2 separate regions of the Mus musculus genome follow, and region 1 is linked to region 2. A link is a contact called in public Hi-C data. All regions are on one chromosome and are shown on one strand. Each heading gives the region's core, a stretch centred on a gene start, on an enhancer-like site or on the middle of the called end of the contact. The rest is flanking DNA. Distances are from core to core; before and after follow the strand shown. Region 1 holds the start of Gsg1l (GSG1-like). Region 2 overlaps D430042O09Rik (RIKEN cDNA D430042O09 gene).

Region 1 (6,496 bases), core at 3,902-6,401, 290 kb after region 2:
GTAGTGTGGAGGAAGGGATGGATGCAAAGTCTGTCCCCAAGCCCAGGTGGCTCTGTGAACTGCCTCCATTTCCAGACACTGGGCCCTTATTAAATGACATTGCAGGACACTAAAGTTGCACATGGCCCTTGCTGCTGGCCTGTGGCTTCTGACATACAGAAAGTAGGTTTACCCACACTCTGACACCAGGTTGGGCCACAGAAAGTTATGATTACCCACACCACTGGTTAAAAACCTGGTGAATCTATCATGAGAGTGGTCCTCCTGCCCAAGTTGAGGGAACTGAGTGTCAGAGAGGGCATACTCCCACCAAAGGTCACACAGCAGGTGAGATAGGGACTAGAAGCAAGACCGACCCTATAACCTGCGGTCTTGAGAACAGTGCTCTGGCTCTCCTGCTTCCACAGCAGAAACCAAAGCCAACTAATGTTCTTTTTATACCCAAGCAAAGACAGGAGGCACGGGGAGGGGGTGTGACTTCCAAAGCCACTTAGCAAGCTGGCAGCAGGGTCTGGGCTCAAACCCAGGGCTTGTGACTCCTGGAATAGTGCTCTCCCCGGTGAGACAGGCTGGAGGAGCCCGGGGGCGTGGGGAGGCTGATTGAACTGGAGGTAGGGATTCAAGACATGAGGGAGGCAGGGTGGGATGCACTCTGGACCTCACATCCCAGTTTGGCCACTTGCTAGATATGTGACCTTGGGTAAGTCCTTGTGACCATAGCACCCACTGCAATGTGGTAAGAGGAGGCAGTGCTTGCTGAGGGCTACAATACCTTTCCAAGCTCATCTTCTCCTGTGCACTCCCAGCAAGAAGCCTGTCCAACATGATGGCCACATACTCCTGGGCTCTAGCAACCTCCCAGCCAGGTGCATTACAAGGGTCATGCCTGACTCATGCCTCCTCCAGGAAGGGAGTGTGTGTGTGCTAGCCTTGCACTGGAAAGTGTGGTCTGCCCCTGTCAGAAGCAAATTAGGTCTGGAAGAATGGATCCCAAGAACCAGAGACATCAACTAACACACATCCCACAAAGTTCTGCTGAGTACCTACTGTGTGCTGCCGTTCCAGGCTCCATATAAAGTGACAGACAGCATAGATAAGAGTCCATTCCAGAGGCTGGAGAGGTGGCCCAGTGATGCAGAGCACTAGCTGCTCTTCCCAAGGACAGGGTTTCAAGTCTCAGCAACCACATGGTGGCTCACAACTGTCTATAACTCCAGTTCCAGGAGACCTGACACCCTCTTCTGGCCTTTGTAGGCACTAGGCACTCCTGTGGTGCACAGGCATACATGCAGACAAAATACCATAGACATAAAATAAAAACAAATAAATCCCAAAAGAATTTTAAGCATCTACCCCCAAGTTCACAAGGCGCACGGCAAACAGGTGTTGTTGACAAAGGTGGATGTGAGACCAATGGTCAGAATTAGGGGGAAAGAGTGTATGCAGGGAACATAAGTTAGGGACCGTCTTTTTCAGGTGGTCGGGAGTGCCTTAGCAGACTGAAATCGTGGAAAACAGTCTTGAGTGGATCTGGGAGAAAAGCACTCAGGTAACGGAACAGCCTGTGCAAAGGCCCTGGAGACAGAGGGAGCCTGAGGTGTTAAAAGCCAGCACGGCTGGAATGTAAAGACCTGGAGTCAGCAAGAGCAGCATTCTGAGATGAAGGGTAGTGGCACCAGGCTTCAGTGGCTCTGGGCTACAGGGACTGCAGGAAGGATCTAAGAGGGGGGAGGTGTCCTTGGGCTAGATACAGTGGCTGAGGACAGAGTAGCAGAAGCGAGGCTCAGCCCCCATGAGGTCACTGAACCCCAGCCCCTCGGGTGGGGTGGGCTGCTTTCCTCTCCATCTGCAGGGTAGCAAGCAGAGGCTCTGGCCAAAGTCTCATGGTAGCAAGACGATCCATCCACCCACCATCCCACACAGGGCAAAGCGAGTCTAGAGTCAGACTATAAACCTACAGGTCCAGGGTCTCTGCTTCCACTTCTGAGCTGCCTGCAAGCTCCTACATCACTCTCAGATCACACCTCCTCCTCTCCCAGGGTCTACCCCTTTCTCTCTCTCCAATGCCACTCAGCCAGTCTTGCAGGCTCATAATGCCACAACCTTGGGCTTCCTGATACACTCCTGTCCTAGACTACACTCACACAGGGCCAAGGCTCACACATCATGTAAGCAAGCAACGGTCAGCATAAGCTCGACTTCATCACTTTGCACCCAAGACCTTGTTCCCTCTCCAGGCCTGAACCTTGCCCCCTCCCCCCAGTGCAGTCATCCCAGTTCTTCTAAATATCAAACCCAGTAAGAGATCTAATTTGCAGGAAGGGACTAGAGACCGTTTAGGGCTGCTGTTCTCTGACTGCACAAGGATGGCCATGCCTCCTCTTAGAGGGAGGAGGAGGCTCTTTAGGGTGGGGCTGGTTGACTCTGTGTCTGTCAGGATAGGCTGGAGTGTCATCTCTGGGAAAGGGGCCTTAGGAGATGCCCCCTCACAGGTACCCAGGGGTAGAGAGGCAAGAGCAGCCATGCTGAGGAGCTGGGCGGGGGTGGGGGGGAGGGGGCTGCTGATCATCCAGTGAGCCAGTGTGGATCCCGAAGCTGGAGTCCCACCAGGGTGGACCCAGCTGCACGGACAGGGGCCTAGGCCTTCCCTGGCTGCAGCAGCAGCAGCAACAGCAAGGGAGAATAGGGCAGGATTTGTTCAGGCCTTGTTGGGATGTTTTTCCCTCTTGGAGTAAAAAAAATAAAATCATCACAGAACCCAGAAGACAGGTTGTCATGGCAACAAAAGTTTGAGGCCAGGTACATCCTGACACCCTTTGGAGCTCAGTGGTGAAGGCAAGATCTGGGGGGCTGTGCACAGCAGAGAGGGAAACCCATCTAAATGGCCTTAGACCTCCCAAATTTCTCATCCGCAACTGTTTGACAAGCTCAGGGGAAGGCGATTGTGATTTTCTGGGAGGACCAAGCTGTAGCCAAGGAAAACCAGGGAAAGCAGCGCTTGGTTTTTATCCACCCAGCAGATCACACAGGAGCATCGTGACGAATGGGGCCGGGGGATGAAGGTCTCACATTGACCATAAGTGATCCTGTCTCAGGTCCCCAAACTGCATGGGTCCCCTTCTCCATCAGTCCTCTGGTTGTTCTCCAGCCACCAAGAAGACAATCCAAGCTCCCTCATCAAACTCCCCTGAGCCTAATCTGAAAAATGGGTCTTCCACAAGTGGCTGCCTGGCCCAGAGGCTAGGATGTAACAAGATTCCACAGGTGACAACTTTAGCCTGGCCTGGTGCTCAAAATGCACTGAAGCTCTCTAACATTGCTTTCAACACGTTTCTGTTAACATTAAAACAAAAACAAAAACAAAAACAAAAACAAAAACAAAAACAAAAACAAAAACAAAAAAAAACATAGCAGTCAAGCTTGGACATAAAGCTTGGGATGCTTGCTCAAAGCACGGAGCCAGGGATGGCTACAGAGCTTATGGGCAGCCGCCTTCAGACAGCTTTTGGGACAGCCAGCAGGCTCCGATGAGAGCCCAGGCACACTACAAAGGCAGGGCAGGTTGCCTCAAGCTGCCAGGGACAAGGCCCATCCAGGCACTGTAGGGTGGCATGTCCCCCAGGGCAGGGCCTCCCAGATCTCAGGAACTGCTGCCTGCAGTTGGAGGAGGACCCATGGTCATCCCTTCTCATTCTTTGGGCTGTCGTGTATGAAGGTCTATGGAGACCTGAGCCTGGAGGGGGCACATGTCTACCGTGCTCCGTGGCTGCTGTGGTGTGGGAGGATCAGGCTTGTGGAAGCAAGAAGTTTTAGACAGGAGGCTTTTAGACTATGCTGAGTGTGAGGAAGATACAGCTACATAAAGGGGGAGACGGCGCTTCCAAAGGGATCCTGCCAGAACAGTGGCTTACTACCCGAAAGCTGTGGGTTGAATCCATAGCCAGTACCACCCACCATATGGCACAGTCCCCTATCAGGCAGAGGTCCCCTGAGTGCTCCAGACTTGCTATCTTTTGGGGGTATTCACTTCAGCCCCATATGTCTGGGTGAGGGGACAGAAGTGTCGGTCTACTTTCTGAAAAGCCTGCCCCCTCCCCAGTTCTGAAAGAGACTTGTGCTAAGCCAGGATCCCTCAGCTCCAGTGCCTAAGTTGCCTGTTTTCCCGCCTGCCTCCCTTCTCTCCCTCCCTCCCACACCATCCACTCCCGCATCCACTCCTGGGAGGGCTCCAGGATACCCCGGCTAGTGGAAGGACATAAGGGTGCTCATCAGACTCCTCTATCCCCTGCTTTCTCCAGCCCTATCGTAGACGTTTAGCGCAGCTTGAGAGTAGCAGAACCGTTGGGTTCCTGGCCCCGGAGATCTGCGGTGGGAAGGGTTGCCTACAGCAAAGGTCCCCGGCCCCCACTATCACCTCCCGAGCTGAGACGGGCGGATGGGAGCAAGGAGGGGTACACGGGGAAATGACTTCAGGCCGAAGAGGGACCGCACGCACTGGAACTCGCAGCCAGGGTGCGCGCGCGGGGGACCGGGACGCGCCACCTCCCCGGTCCGGGACCAGCGGGCGCGCGTCCCCGGGGAGCCCCGCGCCAGCACTCACCCGGGCCACCGAGCTCTTCCTCACACGAGTACCAGATGCCAGTGTGGAAACGGCGCAGCTGGAAGCGCTCGTCGCCCGCCTCCCAGCTGTAGGGCGCGCCGGCCGGGCTCGCGGCGACGGGGGCGGCTGTGCTGTTGGCCGTGGCGTTGGCGCCCGAGTTGGGGCAGTTGGCGCCGCCGCCCTGGCCGCAGCCAGGCTTGGGCACCCGTTGCGTGCCCTGGCACCAGTACGTGGTGAGGAAGGCGGTGGTGGCGAAGAGCAGCGCCAGCAGGTTCAAGGCCACGGCCAGGAGCGCTCGGCCGCGGCGGCTCGTCTTCATGCCGCCCGCGCCGCCCGCAGCTCCGCGCGAAGTTGGCAGCGGTGCCCGCGTCAGCGCCCGCCCCGGGGCTCAGGTGCCTGCGGTCGGCGACGGTGTTCGCGGCGCAGGCCCATGGCCCACGGCGGGGACGCGGGGCGACGAGGACGCGGGGCGACTGGGGCCGCAGAGTGGAGCCGACCAGCGCGCCCGGAGCCCGGAGCGCGAGTGCGCTTCGGCGAGCAGCCGCGGGCGCCTGGCAGCGGCCACGGCGCAGGGACGCGCGCCCCTCCGTGGGGAGACACCTGCAGGCGGCCGGCGACACTGTTCAGCGCCCGCCCGCGCGCGGAGAGGGGGCGCGCCACGCTGGGCGCGGGCGGGGGACAGATCCGCGCGGGAGTGGAGAGGGACAAGTGAGAGATCCCAGGCAAGACGCTCCCAAAGGAGCCTCACTCAAGGCAGGAGAAGACCTCTCACCCAGACCCACACAGCCCTGCCAGATAAGTGACAAGGCAGCTTCTGTGGGTCTTTAGACTGTCAGGGGCCTCTGCAAAGGCTGCAAGACCCATCTGGAGCTTAGGAAGGGATGGGGATGCAGAGCCTCAGCGTTTGAAAGGCTTGTCCCTGCTCACCCTTGCTATCTGAGACCAATTCCTATCCACAGGCTCTCTGTCACCACACAGGAGGGCAGAGAGCTTGCAAAGAGGCAGCCTGCACAAGGAAGCGAGCATAGGATGTGACAAACAGGGCTTCTCCACCCAGGCTATCCACACCAGAGACCCAGAACATGACTCAAGAGGCCACAAAAAGAACAGCAAGTCGTGGTCGCCAAAAGGTGGTGTCCTGCAGGTCTGCGAATGCTGAATGCTTAAGACTGGCCGGGCAGGGTTGGTTAACCATCCTGACTTTGCAGTCAGTTAAATCCAGGACTCGACCAGCTGTGTGACTTTGAACAAGACACTTGCTCTCTCTGACCCTCGATTTCTGTATCTATAAAAAGGAAAGAATGTGTTCCAGAGCCAGAGGTGGGGAAGGCATCTGGCACACAGTAGGCACTCAGTAAATGCTGACACTATTAGGAATATCTGGGCCAAGGAGTTGACGAAACTCAGACCTTTTTAGCATCTCTTTCTCAAACTAGGATTGCTCATCTGTGAGCACCCCCAACCCCACCTCTGCTCTAAGATGAAGCTACACCCTTCACTCTTCCCACTGCATGGGGCACAGTGCCTGGATGCCCAGGGTGTGCAACCATTAATTGCACATTGATTGCAGGAGCTAATTTGAATTCTGCCCAAGCCAAGAATGACTCCAGCCACCCCCAGCTTGCCGAGTGGCAGGCTTTGCAGAATTCAAGGTTAACAGATTACGAATTGCCTTACTCCTGTGGGTGAGCCCCACTCACTGCCAGCTGCTGCCACTCTGCCTGGGGGCAGGAGAGACTAAAGCAATGCTGGTGTGAGGACAGCCAGGGGAGCCCTGCACTTGCTTATCAGAGCTTCTTTCTGGCCCCAAACAAGGAGTTTCTAACTATTTTCAGGAGAACTTCTGGATTGCAATGGTGCATTCGAGTATTGGTTAATGTGAATGAACGACCACAA
Region 2 (6,869 bases), core at 3,773-6,272:
AACAACTGCAGGGGTCGCCATCCCTAAAGCTATTGCCTGTCTGTAGGGTATGTTCTTCTAGCTGGGCTGCCTTGTCTGACCCCAGTGAGAGAGGAAGTGCCTAGCTTTACAGAGGCTTGAAGTAGCAGGGTGAGGGGATTTCCCCCCACCCTGACCCCGGGGGTCACCCTCTCAGAGGAGAAGGGGAGGGGATGAGGGATGGGGGGAAGGGTTGTGGGAGGGGGTGAATGAGAGAAGGGCAATGAGTGGGATGTAAAGTGAATTAGTAAAAAAAAAAAAAAAAAAAAAAAAAAAAAAAAAAAAACTTAAATTAAAAAAAAAAGTAAGCTCTGAGCCTGCTTCTGAAAACCCTGTGCAAAGCTCAGTGTCGTTCCCAGCACTGCAGAGGCAGAATCTAAGGCTCATCGGCCAGGCAGCCTGGCAAATCGGCCCACCCCATGCTCTGGCTCAGAGGTAAGTGATGCTCACCAAGCGATTCCCGCCATAGGTCTCTGCTGTTAGTCAGGCTGATTCTCACAAATGGTCTGTTTCCCCTTACATCTCTTTAGCTTTGCATTATTTGCTTAGATCCTTGTCCTTTTGTGTGTGATGATGTCAGGATGACTCTGCGTGAAGTGTATCTTACACTTATATGAATACATCAGCGCCAGTGTCTTTGTCCCACCAAGGGTAGGTGAGAAGGCTGGGGAGATGGCTCAGTGTTTAAGAGCACTGGCTGCCCTTGCAGAGGACTTGGGTCCCATTCCTAGTAACCACATGGTGGCTCATAACTATTTGTAACTTCAGACCCAGGGGATCGGATATGTTCTTCTGGCTTCCATGGGCACTGCATACATGTGGTGTGCAGACATACATGCAAGGAAACCCTGGTGCACATAAACATTTAAAAACGAAGAAAACCAGAACAGCTGAGCCTGCTCTCTGGGTGTTTATCCTCTGGAGCTTGATTTGGACAATGTTGTCTAGACCTCGCCATCCAGTGGATTTTGTGTGGTGCTTTCCTATAAAGTCACTTGGCATGATTTCTAGCATACCTAATTAGTCACCCTTTGGTGCTCTTCCCGACTTAATTTATCTTTCTAGAAATGTTAATGATGAAATTAAAAGTTGTAAGATTGCTGGCTGTTTCTTTTTCATGGATGAACTCCCTGTACGTGTCTCTGGGATGACAGTCTCCCAGCCTCTACAGTTGGCTTCCACCTCTCCTGTCAAACTCTCTTTTCCTGGGTATTAGTTCTTTCTGTAATTAAATGAATCAAAGTTTGTTGCCTATCTTTTAAAGGGCTGAGTCACCAGAGCAGCTGTCTCTTCTTGGTCGTCCTTGCTTCTTCCTGTGCTGTTTGTTGCCTCCTGCTACCAGGGGAGGGGGGCAGGGCCCGAGTGTGACTACTACGCTCCTGTAAGGTGGGGAACCTTGGCTTCTCCTCCAAAGAGTTAACTCCCTGTCGACCTTCGGAAGATTTCTTTTTGGTGTGTGCTCTGCTATCCTGCCCTAAAGCCCACACGTTAGCTTCCCATGCCCCACTAAAGCAACTATGGCAGCCTGCAGGAAGGCTTCCTCTTGCTAGATCCTGGTTGACTCGGGTATATGCATACACAAGTGCGCACAGCAGCCTTCTGCTGAGTTCGGCTTGTGGCTCCCTGTGCCTCCAGTTCTCCAGGAATGTGTTCTGTATTTCTCAGAAATCCCCAGCCATTCCTCGGCAGCAGTCTCATTTGGTCTCTATCCAGCCCTATTCTGTTTCCTGTCTCTGAGTCTTCTGGCTAGCCCCTGCTCTGCACAGGCTCTGGCATAGATGCTGGGATGGTGATGTTGAGAGGATTGTCTGGGGCTCCAGGTTAGGTCAGGTCCAACAGACCTCTTACCACATGCTCTCTGAGCTGCTGGTCTCTCACCTCTGCCACCATGCTTTCTAAGACACATTGGCTTACCTTTAGTGGTGGACTAAGTACATCTAGCATGGAAGATAAATTCATCAATGAAAATCCAGGGGTGGCAAAATACACCAGAAAACTAACAAGGTTGTGTAATATTTATTTGAGGTTTTTTTTTGCTTGTGTATGTTACATATGTATATGTATGTATGCATGTTTACATATGTGGCCGCTCATGTGTGTAGGTATATGTGCATATGTGTGCATGCATGAGTATATATGTGTGTTATTAATGTACATATGTGTATGCATGTTCACATGTGTGTGCATATATCTCTGTGTGTGTGTGTGTGTGTATGTACATACATATGTGTAGGTTTGTGTGTGTTTGTGTATAGGCCCAAAGTTGTCAGCAGATGTTTTCCTTGGTCGTTCTCCACTTTGCTCATTGAGAGTCTCTCTCTAAGCCCAGAGCTTATTGATTCTGCCTAGTCTAGCTAGCTATCTTAGTCCCCTGTCTCTTCTTCCCAAATGCTGGGATTATAGTTAGCAATCTCATCTGCCCAACTTTTATGTAAATTCTGGGATCCAAACATGTTTGCATGATAAGCACTTTATTGAGCCTGCTTTTCATCTCTTGTACAATATTTGAATCATACATAGTATAATTCAAAATTTTCTTAGTCATAGTTCTATGGAAAGTGATGTAGAAGAAAGTAATTTTAAAATGTGCAAAGTATACCTTGGCATGGTGAGACATTCCTGTAAACCCAGAAAGCAGGAGGTAGAGGCAGGAGGATCACAAATTCTAGGCCAGACTGTGCTACATGATAAGTCCAAAGATAACTTGGGAAACGTAGTGAGATCCTGATTCATAAAGCCAAGAGCTAAATCTGTAGTTCACTTACCTGCTGTGTACCAGGTCCTGGATTCCATCCTCAGCATTTAAACACACACACACACACACACACACACACACACACACCACATACACACACACCACATACACACACACCACACACACACATACCACATACACACACCACATACACACACACCACATACACACACACCACAACTACATACACGCATACACACACATACACCCCACACCCCACATACACACATACCACAACCACATACACACCACAACCACATACATACACACACACCACAACCACATACACACACACATGCACACACATACACCACACACATACCACAACTACACACACACAGATACACCGCACACACATACACACACACAAAGAGTGGGCCCTAAAGTTAGGCTACAGGTCATATCCTATTAAGTGTGTGACTCGAGAGCCGCTGCCGGGCTGTGGGAGGTGTCTTAGCAATGGCTGTCCTTGTTGCCCTATCAGGAGCCCCATGAGAACAGGAGCTTCGTCTCTCCTGCTCATCACTCTCTTCCTTGCCTTTATCATCTCTGTCTGCTTAGGAGAGACAGATATCTTCACCAAAATACCTAGTTTTTAGTTAATTTTTTTTTACATTTGCTTATTTAAGTATACAGATGTGTCCATGTGTGGAGATGAAAGGAAAACTTGTAGTCGCAGGCTTCTTCCTTCCATCTGGTCATCAGGCTGGTGTGAACACCTCTGCCCCCTGAGCCATCTCTCTGCCCCTTTTCTTAATTTTAAAAATTACATTTATTTTTGTTTGTATGTGTATGTATACTCATGCATGCATACTTGTGGAGGTCAGAGGATAATTTGTGCAAATTATCATGTCAGTTCTGGGAATCAAACTCAGGTCATCAAGCTTGGTGGCAATTGCTTTTGCCCACTGTGCCACCTTACTGACCCACAAAATATTTCTTAAGTACATGAATGAACAAGTATAACATATCAACTAGTGCAGGATAAAAAGCCTCGAGCCCAGGAGGGAGGCGTGAGTGACCTTGGCTGCATTCTCCTCCCTAAGGCTAGTCCAGGGTGTAAGCTCCCTCCACTCATGTTCACCGTGTGCTAGCTTAGGGACTTTCCTCAGAAAAAGACTCATGGATCCACAAGTGTCATTCCATCAGAGGAAAGGCTTGGTTTATGCAGCAGGGCAGGCTGTACACATGGAAGCAGACTAGGGAGCAGAGAGCGCTGAAGCCAGGGCCAGGCTATAACCTACAAAGCTTCCCTCAGAGTTTCTGTCCATTCTCAGAGTGCCATCAGCTGAGGACTAAGGGTTCAAATCACAGCCTTGTATGAGACATTCCACATCCAGACATCCTACAGACATGTACTGGCTCCTGGCAGCTGTGTCAAAGGTTACCAGACCCCTGCTGATCAGTGACGGCAGTCATCCAGCACAAGCCGTCAGTTCTTCAGGAGATCGGCCTCTCTGTATTGGTACCTGTGGTCACAGCACACAGCCTAGCTGTGGACCCAGCCAGTTATTATCTGAACACTGGCTCTGCTATTACCAGCTATGTGACCTTGGGCTTGCCTTTCATCCCACTGAGCCAAAATGATGCCATCGACTGCCCCAGAGGGCTACAACGAGGTGCACAGAGAATTGATATGTACATATAACATGATATACAGCAGCAACTCGGCAGTTAAACTGCTGTAGTTGTTACCGACGACATGGATGCTGTTGTTGTCACTGTTACTGTCACCTTGGCATTTGATAGTCACCTGCTTTCGCTCCTAGCCCAGCAGAGAGAGGAGGCTTGTAGAGGATGCTGTACTCCTGGACATCAAGACCTGGGTACATTTTAGGAGTGGTTTCTATAGCCACACCTTCTATCTGCAGTGTCCGATCCCTTAAGCATTCCAGCTCCCATGGGGAGGGCATCTTGTGTGCCCAGTCATCAGCTCAGTTCCTGGGATGTCTGTACCTTGGCCCCCACATGGAAGGCTTTGGTAGAATGTTTCTGAAGTTAGCATTTGAAACACTGAGCACTGAAATTGAGTATAACCAAGTTTTAAAGCAAAGAGTAAAGTAAGTTTTTCCAGAGAAAATTCTGGGTGACAGCTTGAAAGCCCCTCGTGGATCCCACAGCAGGGCACCGCTTAGAAATGCAGGCAGATTGGCTTTCCAAGCTGTCACTGCAGCCCAGGTCCTGCTCTCGCAGATAGGAAGGTCTGAATGGGCTCCTTTCTAGGGGATAGAGCTGCTTAGCTCAGTTCCCTTGTGTCTCTGGAGCAGATGGTTTCCCATCACATGAGCATCCCAGCTTCCCCAGGTCACTCACCTCCTGTGAGCAAATGGAGTCTTTTTCTTAGTGAAAAAGAACAACCATGTAGAGTCTAGGGTGTGTGTGTGTGTGTGTGTGTGTGTGTGTGTGTGTGTGTATGCGCATGTGTGCACTCTTGTAAATACAATATGGTCTTTACATTTACATTGACTGCATAAGAAAAGAAAGCAGGTTAAAACAGAAGGATTATTGAAATTCATGTTCTTTGCCATAAAAAATACTAGTTTTTAAAAAAATTATTATTCTCATGCTTTACATCCTGACTACAGTTCACCCCTCTCTACACTTTTCCCAGCCCACTTCCACCTCCCCTCTCTCCAGATCCACTCCTCTTTTATTCCCTCCCTCCCCCAAAAAAGGACATTCCTCCCAGGGATTTCAACTAAACATGGCACAACAAATTAACAAATAAGACTAGGCACAAACCCTCATTTCAAGGCTGGATAAAGCAAGCCAATAGGGAGAAAAGGATTCCAAATGCAGGAAAAAGAGTTAGAGACACCCTCAACATACACAGGAGTCCCACAAGGACACTAAGCTACAGAGCCATAACATACATGCAGAGGACCTAGCACAGACCTATGCAGGCTCCATGATCGTCAGTACAGTCTCTGTGAGCCCCTACGAGCCCTGCTTAGTTAATTCTGTGTGCTGTTTTCATGGTGTCCTCAACCCTTCTGGCTCCTACAGTCCTTCCTCCCTGTCTTCTGCTGGGGTTCTCTTGGTTCTGCCTAGTGTTTGGCTGAGGGTCTCTGCTCCCATCAGGTGCTGGATGATGTCTTTCTGATGACAATTGGATTGGGCACCAATCTATGATATAGCCTGAGTTCTTAAATTATCCATCAACTTAGTAAATAATGAACGGACAGGGAGCCCTGGGAATTAATTGCCTTTAGCTTTTTTTCTGCCAACTCACATAGCACACTGTTTGCTGTGGTAAGGGCAGAGGTCTTGTCTCCTTGTTTCTGCTGTGACATCAGCACAGCATCCCAGTAAGCATGGGCACATGACTAGGGAGACCCTGATTCAAATCAAGAGCTGGGTTGTAACTCAGTGGTAGAGCAGCACTTACCTGCCATGTGCAAGGTCCTGAGTTCTGGCTCCAGTATTTACACACACACACACACACACACACACACACACACACACACGCACCCACGCATGCACGCACGCACGCACGCACGCACGCACGCATGCACACAAGCGTGGGCCCTTAAAGTTAAAGCATAAGTGATATACTGTGAACAGTTTGTGACCCAGGAGCAGACTGGACAGTGGAGGATCTCTTATGGAATGGCTGTCTTAGCAAAGGAGAACTACCCCATCATGTTCCCTGCTGGTGGGCTATGTTGAAAACAAGTCAGCATTATCTGTGGGTTTCTAGGAGTAAGGACTGATGGCTGAGAGCAGAAGTTCCACCTCTGCCACTTAATCACTTGAGAAGTTATGAGTTGAGGAGCTCTCTTCTTTGGGGAGCACCATGCATCTAGGATGCAGTCACAGATGGAGAGGTGCAGCCCTGGGAAGGTGTTAAAGTAGCAGAAGAACCCTGTTTATTGGCCCTGGCTGATGGACCCCAGTGTCTCCTGCCTGGAATTAGCTGTGAATGGGGATCAGTGGGGACTGCTCTGGGCCCTGGGACAGAGTGGGGTTTCAGGGACAGTGGAAGGAATCATCCTCTCGGCTGGTTCCCATTTCTTCATCTTAAAAGTAACTGGCCCAAAACGTAGGGCCTCGTGAACAGAGACACGTTTTCCTAGGAACTTAAGCTCACCCCACT

What was found. Hi-C and Micro-C count contacts between places; a contact is called where the count stands out from the background.
Region 1: a contact with region 2 is called in a Hi-C map of cerebellar granule neurons, with 1.6 times the contacts expected there. The contact joins the promoter of Gsg1l here to the enhancer-like site in region 2. A contact is called at or near these places in 21 of 39 promoter capture datasets (the 3T3-L1 cell line, 3T3-L1-derived adipocytes, the C10 cell line and 13 more), 5 of 15 datasets of contacts at CTCF or cohesin (the G1E-ER4 cell line, embryonic stem cells, large pre-B cells and 2 more), 39 of 484 Hi-C or Micro-C datasets (B cells, the G1E-ER4 cell line, the HL-1 cell line and 9 more), 18 of 115 datasets of contacts at active chromatin or transcription factors (bone marrow-derived macrophages, craniofacial prominence, embryonic basal ganglia and 10 more) and 2 of 9 other capture datasets (embryonic stem cells and pancreatic islet).

The regions. Positions count from the first base shown.
Region 1 is chr7:126,077,260-126,083,755 of GRCm38.p6, forward strand. It overlaps Gsg1l (GSG1-like), which reads right to left and starts at 5,152. Exons shown (of 7, transcript NM_001101488.1): 1 at 4,601-5,152. The coding sequence starts at 4,919.
Region 2 is chr7:125,785,914-125,792,782 of GRCm38.p6, forward strand. The region is part of intron 6 of D430042O09Rik (RIKEN cDNA D430042O09 gene); the gene reads left to right. Among named protein-coding and RNA genes, the nearest start is that of D430042O09Rik, 81 kb to the left of the region's middle. Within about 2 kb of position 5,023, at least 5 of the 459 cell types and tissues checked have an H3K27ac peak or open chromatin away from gene starts, as enhancers often do. A contact at or near this core is called in cerebellar granule neurons, where this site is marked.